2 separate regions of the Mus musculus genome follow, and region 1 is linked to region 2. A link is a contact called in public Hi-C data. All regions are on one chromosome and are shown on one strand. The core of a region is the stretch at or near the end of the contact, and the rest is flanking DNA. Distances in the headings are between cores, read along the strand shown. Region 1 overlaps Auts2 (autism susceptibility candidate 2). Region 2 overlaps Auts2 (autism susceptibility candidate 2).

What was found. Hi-C and Micro-C count contacts between places; a contact is called where the count stands out from the background.
Region 1: a Hi-C map of the N1E-115 cell line shows a contact between it and region 2, with 4 times the contacts expected there. The contact joins two enhancer-like sites. A contact is called at or near these places in 3 of 484 Hi-C or Micro-C datasets (the N1E-115 cell line, lens fibers and nephron progenitors) and 3 of 115 datasets of contacts at active chromatin or transcription factors (differentiating embryonic stem cells, embryonic basal ganglia and pancreatic cancer cells).

The regions. Positions count from the first base shown.
Region 1 is chr5:131,713,906-131,721,271 of GRCm38.p6, forward strand. The region is part of intron 5 of Auts2 (autism susceptibility candidate 2); the gene reads right to left. Among named protein-coding and RNA genes, the nearest start is that of 4930563F08Rik, 160 kb to the right of the region's middle. Within about 2 kb of position 3,961, at least 34 of the 459 cell types and tissues checked have an H3K27ac peak or open chromatin away from gene starts, as enhancers often do. A contact at or near this core is called in the N1E-115 cell line, where this site is marked.
Region 2 is chr5:131,572,778-131,580,358 of GRCm38.p6, forward strand. The region is part of intron 5 of Auts2 (autism susceptibility candidate 2); the gene reads right to left. Among named protein-coding and RNA genes, the nearest start is that of Gm29681, 160 kb to the left of the region's middle. Within about 2 kb of position 2,669, at least 18 of the 459 cell types and tissues checked have an H3K27ac peak or open chromatin away from gene starts, as enhancers often do. A contact at or near this core is called in the N1E-115 cell line, where this site is marked.

The DNA of each region.
Region 1 (7,366 bases), core at 2,711-5,210, 140 kb after region 2:
ATATATATATACATACATACACATATATATATATACATACATACATATATATATATATATATGCAGTAAGCAAGTTCCCAAGGAGAAACCATGAAAAGAAATATAGCATGAAAAATGAGAGAAGGGAATTATAGGGGGATGGCAAATAAACATGCATAATATGGACAAAGATGCAAAAGTTATTATAATTTATTCATTAAATCCAGCATGAGAGACCGGATCTCAGGAACACCCCACAGAGGCTGAGACTTCCAGAACATTCTTCCTTCCCGGCAGGGTTTTCAAAGCATAATATAAGTGGGTCCTAAAGTGTTTTTCACTGGCTTTACAGCACATCAGACCTGTCCTCTAGACAGAAGGGGGGTCCATGTCTTGCTCAGACAGTATTTTATAGTGTCCTCTCCTAACACAGCCACTGTAGTAGGTAGGCCCTGTGTGTCAGCACTCCCGGACTAAGTGGTTATATGACCTTGAGCCAAGCCTTCAGCTTTCTTGAGCTTTATTATTTAATTCATTTATTTTTGCAATTCTGGGTAAGACTGGGTAAATCTGTAAGACTGAGTCAGAAGTCTTACAGATAGGCTAGGGGAGCACTCTATGGCTAAACTACACTCCCAGCCCCTCACTGGGCACTTTAGGTAGTGTTCTACCACTGAGCTACATCCATTCCTAGATCCCTTCTTACTTTGGAATTCTGAGACTTTGTCTCACTTTGTAGTCCAGGCAGGCTTTGAATTTGGGATCTTTCTTGGACTTGGCTTGCTTTTTCATTTGTAGAGAAAATATCTCCTCTACCTAGCCATGAGGTTTCTGAAGGACTTTTGTCTTCTGGCATTTTATTCGTGATTTTTTTTTCATCTGACTCATGAGTAGCATTGTCTTTTAACTTTTTAAATGATTTCTAGAAATTTTTAATAGATTTTATTTAGTGTGTGTGTGTGCATGACTCATGCTGACCTCTGTGAGCAGGCACCTGTACATGTACACACCCACCCACCCACACCACCCTGCACATGTGGCAGTCACAAAGCAACTTGGGGGGACTTGAATCTCTCCTTCTACCATGTGGGATACAGGGCTTGAATTCAGGTTGTCAACCCAGTGAGCCAGGTAAAGGCTCCTCATGCCCACAGGTGGGGAGTTACTGACTTTTAAACAAAGACAGACTATTCATGGTTCAATGACTAAGGGGTATGATTGTCCTCCCTGCACTGGGGATTTTCTTAGGTCCATTCTAACCTCGGGAGACTGCTGTCGTGTCTGCGGTATGCCACCAGACCTAACAGTTAAACACTGCAAGGGCAAGGCTTGTCTGTCCTGATAAAACGCAGCACTTCCTGCTGCTGCTGAGTCCTGTTGTGTCTTCACCACACAGGCTTTAGAGAGCTAAGCTTGTATCGTCAGTAATTTTTGTTAATGTCTACTATGTGTTGAGTGTTTCTGCCTCTGTGAAAGGAAGTTTTATTATGAATTATGGGTATGTGTGTAGGTACGATTATGTACAAGTATGTAGTGCCCACAGAGGCCAGAGGAGGCCGCTGGATGCCTTGGAGCTGGAGATATAGGTGGTTGTGAGCTGGGGACATGGGTGCTGGGAACTGAACTTAGGTCCTCTGCATGAGCATCATGGGAGGAGTTGTCTTGACAGTATTGTCTGTATCTTATATTTGTTAATTCTTCTTCTAAGATTGAGCTGCTCTGGTCTCCAAGTATGTGTGTGTGTGTCTGTCTGACTGTCTGTCTGAATGCATGAATGCCACATGTGTGTAGCTGCCCACAAAGGCCATAAGGGAAAGTTGGATCTCCTGGAGCAGGAGTTACAAGCAGTTGTCAGCCAACAAACACAGGTGAGTGCTGGGAACCAAGCCTGGATCCTCTGGAAACGTAGCATATGACCATAACCACTGAGAACTCCTCATGGTCTCTTACTGGGACCTGGGGCTTGTAGGTTCAGTGAGGCATGCTGGCTAGCCAAGTCAACGGACCCTCTGCTTCTGTTTCCCTAATTACTAGGATTACCAGTGTGCCACCATGTCCAGCTTTGTCAGATGTCAATTCTGGGGATCAAGCTCAGCTCCTCATGCTTATATATCAAACACTAGTAATGACCGATCCATTTCTCCAGTACCAGTGCCATCTGCAGTTTGTCCACCCTCATCAGGTTCCTATGCAAAGCAGGTGAGGCCACTCATACTTGTAGTCAAAAATCATTAAAATTATGCCAGCTGGGGCATCATCCCACAAAGGAGTTCATTACAAACCTGGTGGATGGTAGGTGAGAAAAATGGGAACTTTCCATTGTGATGGAAGAAATGTGCCCTGGAGTCCAGGTGAGGAGAGCTGGGGAGTGGGGATTGATTGCATCCACAATCAGTATGAGAAACAGTTACACTGGGCTCAGCTGCCTGCTCCAGAGCTTCCTTCTTCCCCGAAGGATCCTGAGGAAGATGAGAACCACCACGGGACAGGAAGAGTCCTGAGATCCAGGAGAACCTTCAAGCCTGAGGTAAGCCTGCTCCCAGAGAGGATGAGATTTAGAGAGGTTGGGGTTGGCAGGCCCTGGGAGCCGCAGCACATGAGGGCCTGAGCTGCACGTTCAAGGGATATGATGAGATTGAGGAGAAATAAGAGCAAGGTGCCCTGGAGGCCCTTGGGGAACCATATCTGAAGGAGAAGGAAGATACAAGGTTAGTCCCAAGCACAGTGAGGTTTGAGACAGGTGGCCAGGCCAGGCCTATTTGCAAAGGACTATAGCTCTTTCCTTGGGAGCAGCCAGAGACCTGCCTCAGCTGGGTTGACAGGACCCTGGGTGGGACCAACAAGCAGAAGTCTGTACCAGTTTCCAGGAAACAGCTCCATCTTGCACGCAATGCTGTCCAGCATGGAGAGCCAGGTGACGCTGTGGCCCTCCAACGAGCTGTTCGCTTGAGATGCACAGAGGATCAGCTACCTCAACCTAGGAATTTCCCCCAACACATATAATGCCTGCCTCAGGCCTGTAAGGGCTTCCCTTGGCTAGATTGCCAGCAAATCTAGAAACAGAAGGACCTGTGGCACCTAATAATGTCCTTTAAAAAAATGTTTCTATTGAGACAAGCTCTCATACTGTATGAGACCATGTTGACTTAGCACTCAGGTTGAAATTCAGGTTGGTCTCGAACTCATTTGTAGCCAAGGCTTGCCTAGATTTACTAGGTAGGTCATGCTGATCAATAATTCCCCATGTAGCTCTGACTGTTGGCCTAGAACTCACTGTGTAGGTCAGGCTGGTCTAAGACTTCCTATATAGCCCATGTTGTCTTAGAGCTCATGGCCTAGGTTTGGCCTTAAACTCACAACGAATCCTCCTGCCTCAACCTTGCTAATTTTGATGATGCAGAGGTGCACCACTATGCCTGGTTATAAGCTCCATTTTGCAGGCAGAACCTATATGGACCATCAGTTGTGAGATGACAGGCCCCAGGCCGGCTTCCCTCTCTGGCCATCAGTGCCCCAGCTTTCTACTTCCCACAGCAGGCGCTTGGGACTCCTACTCATCCTGTTTGACTGTTAAAGACATGCACACCAAAATGCCTCCTAATTACCACTTTCAAGGCAGATGCAACCATTCCCTTGGATTCTGGCTGCCGTTCCTTTTCCTCACCGATTTATCCTTAGCTACTCTCCTTGAATCTCTGCCTGCCTCCCCTGAGCCCTTTTCTCCCCGAGCCTCACGGCTTGTCAGCACGCCTCCGTCCCCGGGAGAGATGGAAAGCCTTGTAGAGCCCATTGCGCAAACATACATTCCTATTCATTTATCACATTTAGCATGCGTACTTCCACTCTCATCAAAACCGGCCCCAGCTCGCTAACTCATTTCCCTCTCCCAATTACAAATTAGTCCATTAGGCTGTCTGCAGTAGGTCCTCTGCTGCGCCTTGGTAATGGCTTCTGAGATTTCCATCATAATCGTAATGGCTCCCTACGCAGCCATGAGGGCAGATGGAGGCCGCCGGTGGGTAATGAGCTAGCATGCCACCAAAGGGCACAGCCCCGGGCTCATTATTTAGTCTTGGCTGTTTTGTGAAAACAACAAGAAAGGTAAAATGCTGAAGGGAACACTTTAGCATATTAAATTAACACTTCTTGAAAATTCTCTCTGTAAACATGCCATATTTTCCCTTTATGCGCCATCCCCAGTGCTGGGGCATTCTACAGAGGGTTGGCTGAGGGGGTTGGGGTAATTCGAAAAGGAGAGGGATGGGAAAGAAATGAGACAGAAAAAGGAGGACAAGATGTGTCACTCAGGAAAGCTTCCCGGCATGCTGGAAAAGCCATCTCCACGCAGCTGCTGTCTTCTCGAAGCCTGCACACAGTCCGCTCCCGAGAACCCCAGGACACAAGCTGCTGACCTCTCCTAATGAGGCCGCGTCATTTAGAACTGGTTTAGCGCCAGGTCCACCACAGAGGCTCTGCAGAGCCGAGCTGCATGCTGTGCACTGCCGTTTGGAACGCCAGCCAGTCCACACTTTTAAATAGGGGAAATGCAAAAAAAAAAAAAAAGGTAAGACTAAATGAACAAGCATAAAACAACAACAAAAACCTACCACCACCATTGCTACCAACCATCGGATACTGCTGTCTAATGCATCGCCTGCTATCTAATGAAAGATGATGACAGAACACATACTACACGCTAACTTGGGCCTAGCACACTAAGTGCTTTATCCTTATTCCTCTGGCCATCACAGGGTCCCTAGGGAAGGACTGTGGCTTAAGAGTATAGTACACCTGCAAGGTGTAACAATTTCCACAAGACTGGACCCCTAGCATTGAGCCACTTGAGCCCACACCCTTAATCCTGATGCCATATTGCAGTGTGCTGACCTCCTGAAGAGCCTGGCAAGACACCTTTCCTTACAGTGCTGATCTAGGTTGCAGTGGGAGAATGCATCACCCCACCATGCCTACTACATTAAATTAACGTTCGCCGAGCAGAGAGCCTTCTGACTGAATGAGTTTTTGCTTGGACGTTATCACCCTTGCAAAATAGCCTATCTTCTCTTCTCCCTGACATGTCACTGAGCATCAAAAGGTTCTTCCTCTGCACTGACCTGTCCTTCATTTTCATGCAAGGAACTCCAAACATGCCTCTCTTTCCTGGAGGAAAAGCTAGCTTCAGCCACAGGCTGGCGTGGAAATCCAGGTGCCAGAACCCTCCCTGAACACAAATGAATGGTGACTCTAGGAGCCATTGAGATCGGTGTGCTGAGGGAACAAATTGGTCTCTTAATGGGAGCTAATCTAAGCAGATGAGCTCAAAGGTATTTCTATTGCCTAAAGAACCACAAATCGGAACACAGGGAGCTGACTACGAGGTCTTCTCTCCCTGATTTCCTCACCCTGAGCCCTGGGAAGTTCAGTTGGGAGAGTACGTGTCTGAGTTTGATCCCCAGTATCCATATACAAGACAGACAGACATGTATAGGAGCTGGAGAGATGGCTAAGTAGTTTGCTGTTCCTGCAGAGGATCCAGGTTCGGTTTCCAGCACCCATATCTGCCAGCTCACACCCACCTATAATTCTAGCTCCTGGGTGTAACTCTAGCTCCTGAGACCAGATGCCTTCTCCCATGAGTACCTGGACGCATGCAGTGCACATAAACTCATGCACACACACATATAAATGGAATTAAGTTGTAAAAGGTCATGTAGGAGGGGCTCATGAGTCCCCACCCCAGCTGAGGAGCTACTGACAGTTGACAGCTGCTAGTGGAGGGTGAATCGGTTTTCGTTCTTTAAGGGTATGACCCCCGGTAGGCTGACATGCTCCAGTGGATGGCCCCACACCTCTGAATACAAACTGGACTCTCTGAGATACTGCAAACAAAACGAAACAAAGAACCAAGGAGAGATGAAGTTAGAAGGAGCATTTGGAAGGAGTTTGGGAGGGCGGGGGTGGGGGATGGCTAGTGAATATGGTCAAAATTTACTGTATGCATGAATGAAATTCTCAAATTGTTAATTTAAAATGCTGTGGTTTAATCAGTTGTTAAGACATCCCTGCAGTCATAGCACTGGAGAGTCAGAGAAAGGAGAGTACCTGGTGTTCACTGGGCAGCTAGCCTCACCTACCTGGTCAGTACCAGGTCGTCAGTAAAAGAACCTGTCTCAAAAAGCAATATGGGTGGCTCCTGAGAAATGACACTGAGGCTGACTTCCGGCTTCCACATGCCACCCACCAAAGCATACAAGCCTGCATGCATACTCAGCCTGGAATTTTCCTAGTGTGTTGAAGGCTGGTCTGAAACCTACCATCTCATTGTGGCCTTCAGAGGCTTTTCAATCTATTATAATACTTCCGCAGAGGGGCTAACAGGGCTTTTCTCCTCTCTGATTTCCAAAGGACACTGAGAGCTAACCAGGGAGGGCCAATCCTCCCCCAGGACCCGGAAGAGGGAAAGGCTTGGCTTATCTCAGAGCAAGAAATCGAGTTAGGTCCCTGATTACCCAGATGAAGCTAACTCCACCACCAAATCCTCACACGGGATTTCCCGAAACCTCAGAAACCTTTCCAAACAAACGACCCCCTCCCAAAGAAGCAAGAGGACCCAGGAGGATGAGAAAAGACCCCCCCTTCCACCCCCCTCCCCCAGCAGAAATGCTCCCAGTCTATAAGAGTTCATGTCTGTGGCTGGCTGGAAGGAGAACGGAGAACTGTCAACTTTTCCTAGGCTGTAAAATATGAATTTATGAGCTATTTTTGTTAAAATTTTCCGATATGGATTTTTTGAAAATGAAAAGGATGGATGGTTGGGAGGCAGCAAGATGTTTAATCAATGTCATAAAATATAACATTCATTGGGCTTCTAAAATGAAATTAATAATCTGTGTAGAAGCATCATTAGGAGATAAGTGACAATTCAGGCTTTGATTTGTAACTTGCAACAAATCTTACTTCCATATAATTCAAACATTTTTTAGGGTTATTCATCTTTATTAAAATGTAACCTAGACTTTGCTTCTTGGCTTCACTGTCGAGCCTCCGTTTCCCTCCAGGGCAGACCACCAAATATGAAAGGATACATGATCACACACGTGCTTTAAATTAACGAAGACAGAAATATCGTATTTAAATTAAATAGGGATTTCTTACTTTCTGCTTATCAAGGGAACCTGGCTCTCTTTAATAAATTTTTCTCCTCTCTCTATGTTGGCTGAGACGCTGGCTTGAGCTGGCTGTGTCTGAATGAGGAGGGACCTCAGTTCAGAGTGAGAATGAATACCAGCCTCCTATACAAATCACAGAGCCATAAAAGAATATTCAGGGGTTGAGGATACTGTTTGGTAGATAGGAGAGTTGTGGTGCAAGGATGGGGGACACAGTT
Region 2 (7,581 bases), core at 1,419-3,918:
GCTATTACCAAGGTCAGCATCATTTGGGGGGTATATGCACAGGTGCTTGTGGGTTTACATGTATGTATGTATGTATGTATGTATGTATGTATGTATGTAATGTCTGGAGGTCAGAAGGCAACACTGGAATTTTATTCCTAGAGAGCTACATGTTATTTCTCTTTGAAATAGTGTCTCTCACTGTTCATAACTCCCAAACTAGGCCAGACTGGTTGGCTCTCCAGCCTCTTCACTGCCGGGATGATAAGGGAGCACCATGATTCCAGCCTTGAACATCAATTAAAAAAATAAATTTATTTTATGTGTATGGGTAATTTCCTTGCATATATGTATGCATACCACATGCACACTCGGTGCCCACAGAGGTCAGGAAGAGAGTGCTCCCTCTCCTGGAACTAGAGTTATAGATGGTTGTGAGTCACTGGAAACTGAACCTGGGTCCTCTGCTGGAGCAACAATGCTCTAAATTACTAAGTCACCTCTTTAGCCCCAACTATTGTTTTTTTTTTTTTTTTTTTTTTTAAAGATAGTTCCTTGATGGCAGAGGTTGCCATGTTTTGCTGGGCTACATTTTATTTCACAGAGATCGACACTTGAGCAGAGAGAGAGGCAGACCAGAAAGGCTCCTAGTGGTTGTCGTCACTGGGCTATTTGAAGGATCACAGCATGAAATGGATCTGAGGAGCAGAGTCTCAGTTTCCCATTCCAACTGTTGACTCTTCCAGTCCACAGGGTCATCACACACTTCTACACGTGTCACTGTTACACGGGGTTGAAAATGAGCACCACTCTCTGTCCTTAAGTTCAACGAGATGCTTGGAGCGCAGCGATTAGACTTTGGACTCCTTCATACACATGTTTACACAACACAAAGTCAAATAACGAGGGGCCGATAGGCCTGTCTGCAGGTTGAGCCTGACTAATGAGGATGCCTGGGTAGGGCTAGGCCTGGCAAAAGACCTGCAGTTCAGCCTGACACAGAAGGGGCTGGATCATCTATTCTTGCAAACCGTACAAGCAGCCTGGTGGTCTGATGGAGCCAAGGCAGGCGGCAGCCAAAATGGGCAAAGAGAAGGGTCTGGCAAGGTCCTAGTCTGATCAGACTAGTCAACGGCCTCCGAGCGGGCTGGCCTGGCCCTGGCCCTGGCCCTGGCTCCAGCCCTTGCACAGCAGAGACCCTCCTGGCACTACAGTGAAGTCAACCTTCCCGCCAGCTGTCTGCAGCACAGTCTGCTTACTCCCGCACAAATGGTGGTGATTCAGCCATTGGGGGATGCTTCTGGGGCAGTGTTCCTGGATGTTGAAAAAGGATCCCCTGGGGGTGCAGCAAGCTGGCTCTTTCTCGTTTATTCGATACACATCACCACAAGCCAGCCAAGGGCCTTTCCATAAAGTCTGGCCGTTGGACTATCCCTGGCTTTTCACTCAGAGTTATCCAAGTGGCTAAGAAAGGAAGATGCCCTCTTGCAGGCCAGCCTCAGAACATGTGACAGCCAGCTCAGGGGTACTCTCAACAAACTTTACCTGATGAGATCTGGGGAGGGGAGTCTCTTGGGCTTCTCCATTTTCACCTCTCTATTAAGGGTTTGCTCATGCCAAGGCTAGGCTCCCCACCACCACCACCACCACCACCACCACCACCACCACCACCACCACCACAACCAACATAATTAGTGACTGTTTAGGAGCCTGACAGATTGGGCAGAGAGGACCAGTACTGAGCTCTGACCCTAAGCACCACTGTGGTGGCTACGGCAACAGGCAGAGTTAGGTTTGTAGGTCTGTGGATGTGTTTCCCAGTTTCCTACAATTCAATCACCCAACAGCAGGAGAGGCAAGACGGTGCTCTGCTCAGAGAGCAGCAACGTGTGCATTTCCTCCTGCAAGTTCATTATCGTCTCGCCAAAGCATGACGGCAGTGTGAAATGGGTTAGACTCACGCACGAATGCCTCCGTTAACGGCCAAAGGAGGAGAGAAAGAGACAGAGAGAGAGAGTAAAAAAAAAGTTGCACATCATTAGGAATGGAATAAACGATATCGAGGCACAGAGCAGAAATGATTTGATTAGTAATTTCCAGTTTTGAAAAGATCTGGAAAACTACCAAATGACTATACAGAAGGTATGATGGAGTTCTTAATTGCTATAACTGCTCTGGGAGAATTGATGACTTGTGACATAGAATACAGCGCAGTACGCTAACACTAATAACTGTTAATTAAATGCCGCAATGATATACTCTCAAAATGCACATACAGCTTACCATAATTTCTAGATTAAAAGCTGCACCGTCAGAAGCCAAAGGCAAGGGGAAATAGAGGGAGAGGAGGCAGCTCTCTTGCCTGAAGTCTGCCCTGAACAGAGCAGCCCAAAGACACGGCAGGGAGGGGGAATACACTGAGCTGGAGAAATGCAAAGGCTGGCTGGCTGGAGCTGGCCCTCCAGAGGGCAAGTTATTAATTCTGAAAGAAGGCTTGCTGTACCAGGCCATCTGGCAGAGTGGGGAGGGTTGGATTGTGGGCCCAGCTTCCGGTTGGATCTGCGTGGCTCCCCACCCCCCCAAGGATGTTTCACATTTGGACTGAGGGTGATGCCAGGTCAGGGATATCAGGGGAGGTAGATGAGGACCCTGGAGGGATGCTGTGGCTCGATAGAGATCGAGGGAGGGTGGCTATCCTCATGGCAGGTTCAGCTCCTAATGAGTGTGGGGAGGTGAGGAGAGCTGATGGGGCTGGGAGGGTGGGAGCAATTCACAGAAAAGCCTCATTTGAATGGAAGATAAAAGACCTCAATTAATCTCTCTCCCTTTGGGTGAGGAACGCGTGTGAGCCTGAAGGAAGATGAAGAAACACTGATGTTACTTCCAACTCAATTATCCCGGTCACAGTGCAGGGAGTAAAGGGGCGGGGGTGGGGGTGGGGGAGAGAAACAGAGAGGGGATGAGCATTCCTTTTTCTGTTTGTTTTTCTTTTAGTGAGTCAAGGTTTCAGATAGCCCAGGCTAGCCTCAACCTCCCTAAGTAGCTAAGGATGGCCTTCAACTTCGGATTCTTTTGCCTCTACTTCCCAAGTGAGTACTGGGATTGCAGGCACACACCATCGCATCCAGTTCATGAGGTGCTGGGGACGGTACCTACGGCTTTGCGCATGCTAAACGACTGCGCTAGTAGCTGAGCCATACCCCCAGACTGTGACAGCGTCTCGTGTAGCACACAGGCTGGCCTCAAATCCTGTTCCATTTTGGTTCTTGTCTTCCTGTTTCCGTTAGTAATTACTAAAGCCTCCAGCAGAGGGTCTCAAAGAGGAGATGTTAAAGCAAGAGAAATAAATGCCTTTCTACTTAGGTCTATGGAGCACTTGCTGGTGTGCAGAGCTGAGTTAGGAGCAGAACACACAAAGGAGATGGGCCTCAAAGGTTACGCAACACTTCTATAATGAGGAGGAGGGGGAAGAGGTTGCTTTTTAACCAGAGTCTCTTGTAGGCCATGCTAGACTCAAATTCCTTATATACCTAAGGATGGCCTCGAACTCCTGGTCCTCCTGAGTGCTGGGCTGACAGGTGTGTGCCAGCATGTCTGGCTGAGGTAGGGTACGATGAGCCCACCTTTGGAGAAGGACAACAGACGGCAGTAAGAGAGGAAACCCTTGCAAGCTTCCTGAATTCTGACATAGCAAATGGCTGTTGTTTTGCTTACATTGGTATGATGACCCCCCTTTGAACATAAGAATCTAGTAAAGGATTTGGGCATGGCTAGGGAAGACAGAGAGCTGAGATGATGCATCTTGTTAGTTCTTTATAATCAATCGACCTCCTTAGGTTTTCCCAGGCAGGTTAGAATCCCTACTATCCCTGTCTTAGGAAAACAATGGATCCACTGAAAAACCTGGAAACCCAGGGCTAAATAGGTGGCTTGGTTGGTAAAGTGCTTATGACTAACATACACACAGGAAGCACTGGATTTGATCCTGTGAACTTCATAAACAGGTGTAGTGGTGCACACCTGTGATCCTAACACTCAAGGTGAGGGCAAGAGGACCAGTTCTCCTGGCCACTGCACTCATGTGTGCTCACTCACTCCATAGACACATTTTGTTTTGTTTTGTTTTGTTTTGTTGTTGTTGTTGGGTTTTTTTTGTTTTTTTGTTTTTTTTTTTAAATAAACCGAGACAGGGTTTCTTTGTGTAGCCCTGGCTGTCCTGGAACTTGCTCTGTAGACCAGGTTGTCCTTGAACTCAGAGATCTGCCTACCTCTGCCTCCTGAGTGCTAGGATTAAAGGTGTGCACTACTACCATCCACTGAGATAACTCTTTAAAAAAAAAATCACTAAAACCAGAAAGGTGCGTCACAGCAAGTGTGGGCAGAACAGGTAGGGTGAGCTCTGCTGTGCATGACGGTGGCTTGGTGCGCAATTACTGACAATTACGAGAAACCCACAGTATCTACTGGAACTAATCGGTATCTATTCCATGACCCCTAATTCCACAGCTAAAGCAAACTTTAGAGAAACTGTCAGAGGTGCCGAAGTGCCTGCTGCAAAGATGCTGCTGCTGCTGGCCTGTTTGCCTGAAGGAGAGAGCTGAGTGTAAACTTATTCTATGGTTTGAATGTAATGTGTATGTGTGAGTCTTGGCTCCCACCTGGTAGCACCATCTTTGGAAACCTTTGGGAGACAGAGCCTTGCTAGTAGAAGGGGTCCCTGGAGGTGGGTCCTGAGGGTTTATAACCTGACCCCACTTCCTGTTTACTCTCTGTTTCCTTCCTAGGGATGCAGTACAGTCAGCCAGCTTCCTGTTCCTGCCCGCCATGATTTCTTCCCATGATCCTCTCTAACCAAAATAAACCAGTTCTTTCTTAAGCTGCAAAGGACCGTGCCAAAATAGCTTGGCTGGGAGAGAGTTAGGCAAAAACAAAATAAAACTCCTTTCTCCCTCTCTCCTTCTCCCCCCCCACCCCTCTCTCTCTGGTGGGAATGTGTGTGGGCATATGTGTGCCACAGCATATATGTGGAGGGCAGAGAACTGTCTTTGAGAATCAGTTCTCTCCGTCTACTTGTGGGTTTCATGGATCAAACTTAGCTCTTTAGGCTTGGGACCTTACCCACACACAGTCCCTTACCTACAGAGTCACCCTGCCATCCCTTAAGCCCTTCCGGAGATGCATTCAGTCCTATCAATGAGAAAAGAAACCAGTCCACCTTAGATATCTAAGAGAATATATATTATCCTCCACAGCCTGTGGCCATGCCCCAAGTACTCTGGTCCCAGAAGTTAAACAGGGTCCAGCCTAGTTCGCACTTGGTTGGGAGACTGTATGGTAAGCTATGGTATAGTCCGGTGGCAAGGAGAAGTAACATGTTTCTGAGTCCAGCCTGGTGGACAAGCATTAAAAAAAAAACCAGTAAGATCATCATGGAGGAGAGGAACTTCAAGCATAGGGTTGGTAAGTGTTCAAGAACTGCTGAGGTTCAAATGACATCTTGATGGACAAGTGTGAGACTTCAAGGTTTGAAGCCAGACAGCATCCAGTCCCTGGAAACAGCTTTCTGGAAATCAAAGATCTCTAGGTGTGCTGGAGACATCTAATGCAGTAGCCAGGCTGGAATCATGGCTGTGCTGGTCTGTAAGAAGAGACTTCAACCTATAACAAGAACATGGCCAGATGAACTGGCGAGATGGCTCCTTGGGGAAGGGTGTTTGCTGCCAACCCGTATGGCCAGAGTTTGGTCCCTGGGACCCACATGTTGGTGTGAGAGAACCAACTCATGCAGGCTGCCTGCTGTCTGACCTCCACTCATATATCCAGGGACAGGAACTCCCATCTCCCTCCCAAACAAATCAAATAAATGTAATTAAAAAAAAAAAAAAAGAATATGGTTAAGAATCAGCAGCCAGACTTGGGCTTCTGAATCAGAACTTGGAATTTTTGGAGGGGCCAGCCTGGGTGTACACCAATCGAAAGTCAAACGTACAGTGAGGCAGCCCACACTGGAGTTTAATGGCAACTTTCTCCCAACACAAACTGTCATTGTAACTAGTGGAAAAATGTCCTAGTGTTCCAGGCCCACACTCCTCTTGGAGGGAAGTGAGACTTCTTTCAGTGTTCACCCACAAGCACCATGAAAGCCCCTGTGTCTAGGCTGGTCGGTATCACACGCACAAATATGCGCGTGCGTGCGCACACATACACACACACCCCACACACTCCTCATAAGTAAACAGTGTTCTCCCCTAGTGCATCATGGGATATCTGTGTTGATGTCCAACTTCTGTTGGTGTGGCGTGCAGAACCCCCACCTTATACAGGGTGGTTAGGAAAAAAAAACGTTTTTTCCCCCCTTTCTGTAAGTTTGTTTTTAAGAAGTTGGTTCAACTCATACTAAATGAGTCAAGTGTTGGGAGCTTGAACGCTCTTCCCTTGGGAGGATTATAAGTGCTAGGAAAAATTTCCTGTCTCATGCTCAGCTTGCCTTGCGACCATCCGGGCTTCCATCAGCCTTTTTATTTTATTTTTTTTCTTACAAGCATTATAAAACTGTTTTTAAAGTACATTTCTGTGCCGCTCTGTCTCTGCCTCTCTCAGTCTCTCTGTGTGTGTCTGTGTGTGTGCAAAGAACTAGAAGCCATTGCCACGTACTTTGCACTTTTGCACTACCACGCCTAGCTTTTTGCATGATTTCTGGGAATCCAAACTCCGGTCCTAATGTTTGTGAAGCAAGTGCTTCCTTTATCCACCGAGACCTCGTCCTCGCCCCAGCCCCGTAAAGCATCTTTTTTTTTTTTTAAGGCGATGAATATCATGAGATAAACACATCCATAAGCTGTCTGCATCACAGTCTCCACAAGGAAGAGACTGCAGTACTCCCCAAGACACTCCCATACACCCCAGGGAAGGCACTCTGCCCCTTCCATTAGATACAGATAACAACGCATCCTTCTTGTCTGTCTAATAGCCTTAATCCCTTAAAACACCTCACCCTTGTCACAGAAATACGGATGTGCTGCAATGGCTTTGGTTTTCTTTCGGTAGAAGCCTATGAAATTGGGATCAGGGCAGATGGCTCTGTGGGTAAAATGCTTTCAGTGCGAGGAGGACCCAAGTTTGGATCCCCATCACCCATGCAAAAGGCCGAGTAAGGCAGTGTGTGCCTTTAACCTCAGAGCTGTATGTGTGAGCGTGGGGCTAAGAAGATTCCTAGGGCTTGCTGGCCAGAGAGACTAGCCAAACTGGTAGGCTAGCTCTAGGGTCAGTGAAAAACTGTCTCGAAAAAAAAAAAATCATGTGGCTAGCTACGGAGAAAGACACCCGATATTGACTCTCTGACCTGCGTGTGCATGTGTAGAGAATGTATATGTACACACAGGTGAACAGCATCCATGCTCACAGACACCAAGCCCCAGGAACACTTATCAGAGCACCACACTGGTCCCTGATGACTAAGATGCCTCCGCCCATCAGGAATGGGATGAGGGCTTCCTTCCTCCAGCAAAGCATTTCAAGTAGCCAAGGGTGACTGTGTGACCGGGCTGAACGGTGGGATTGAGAGGACAGCTCCCAGTTCCCTCAGAGCTGGTCGTAGACACA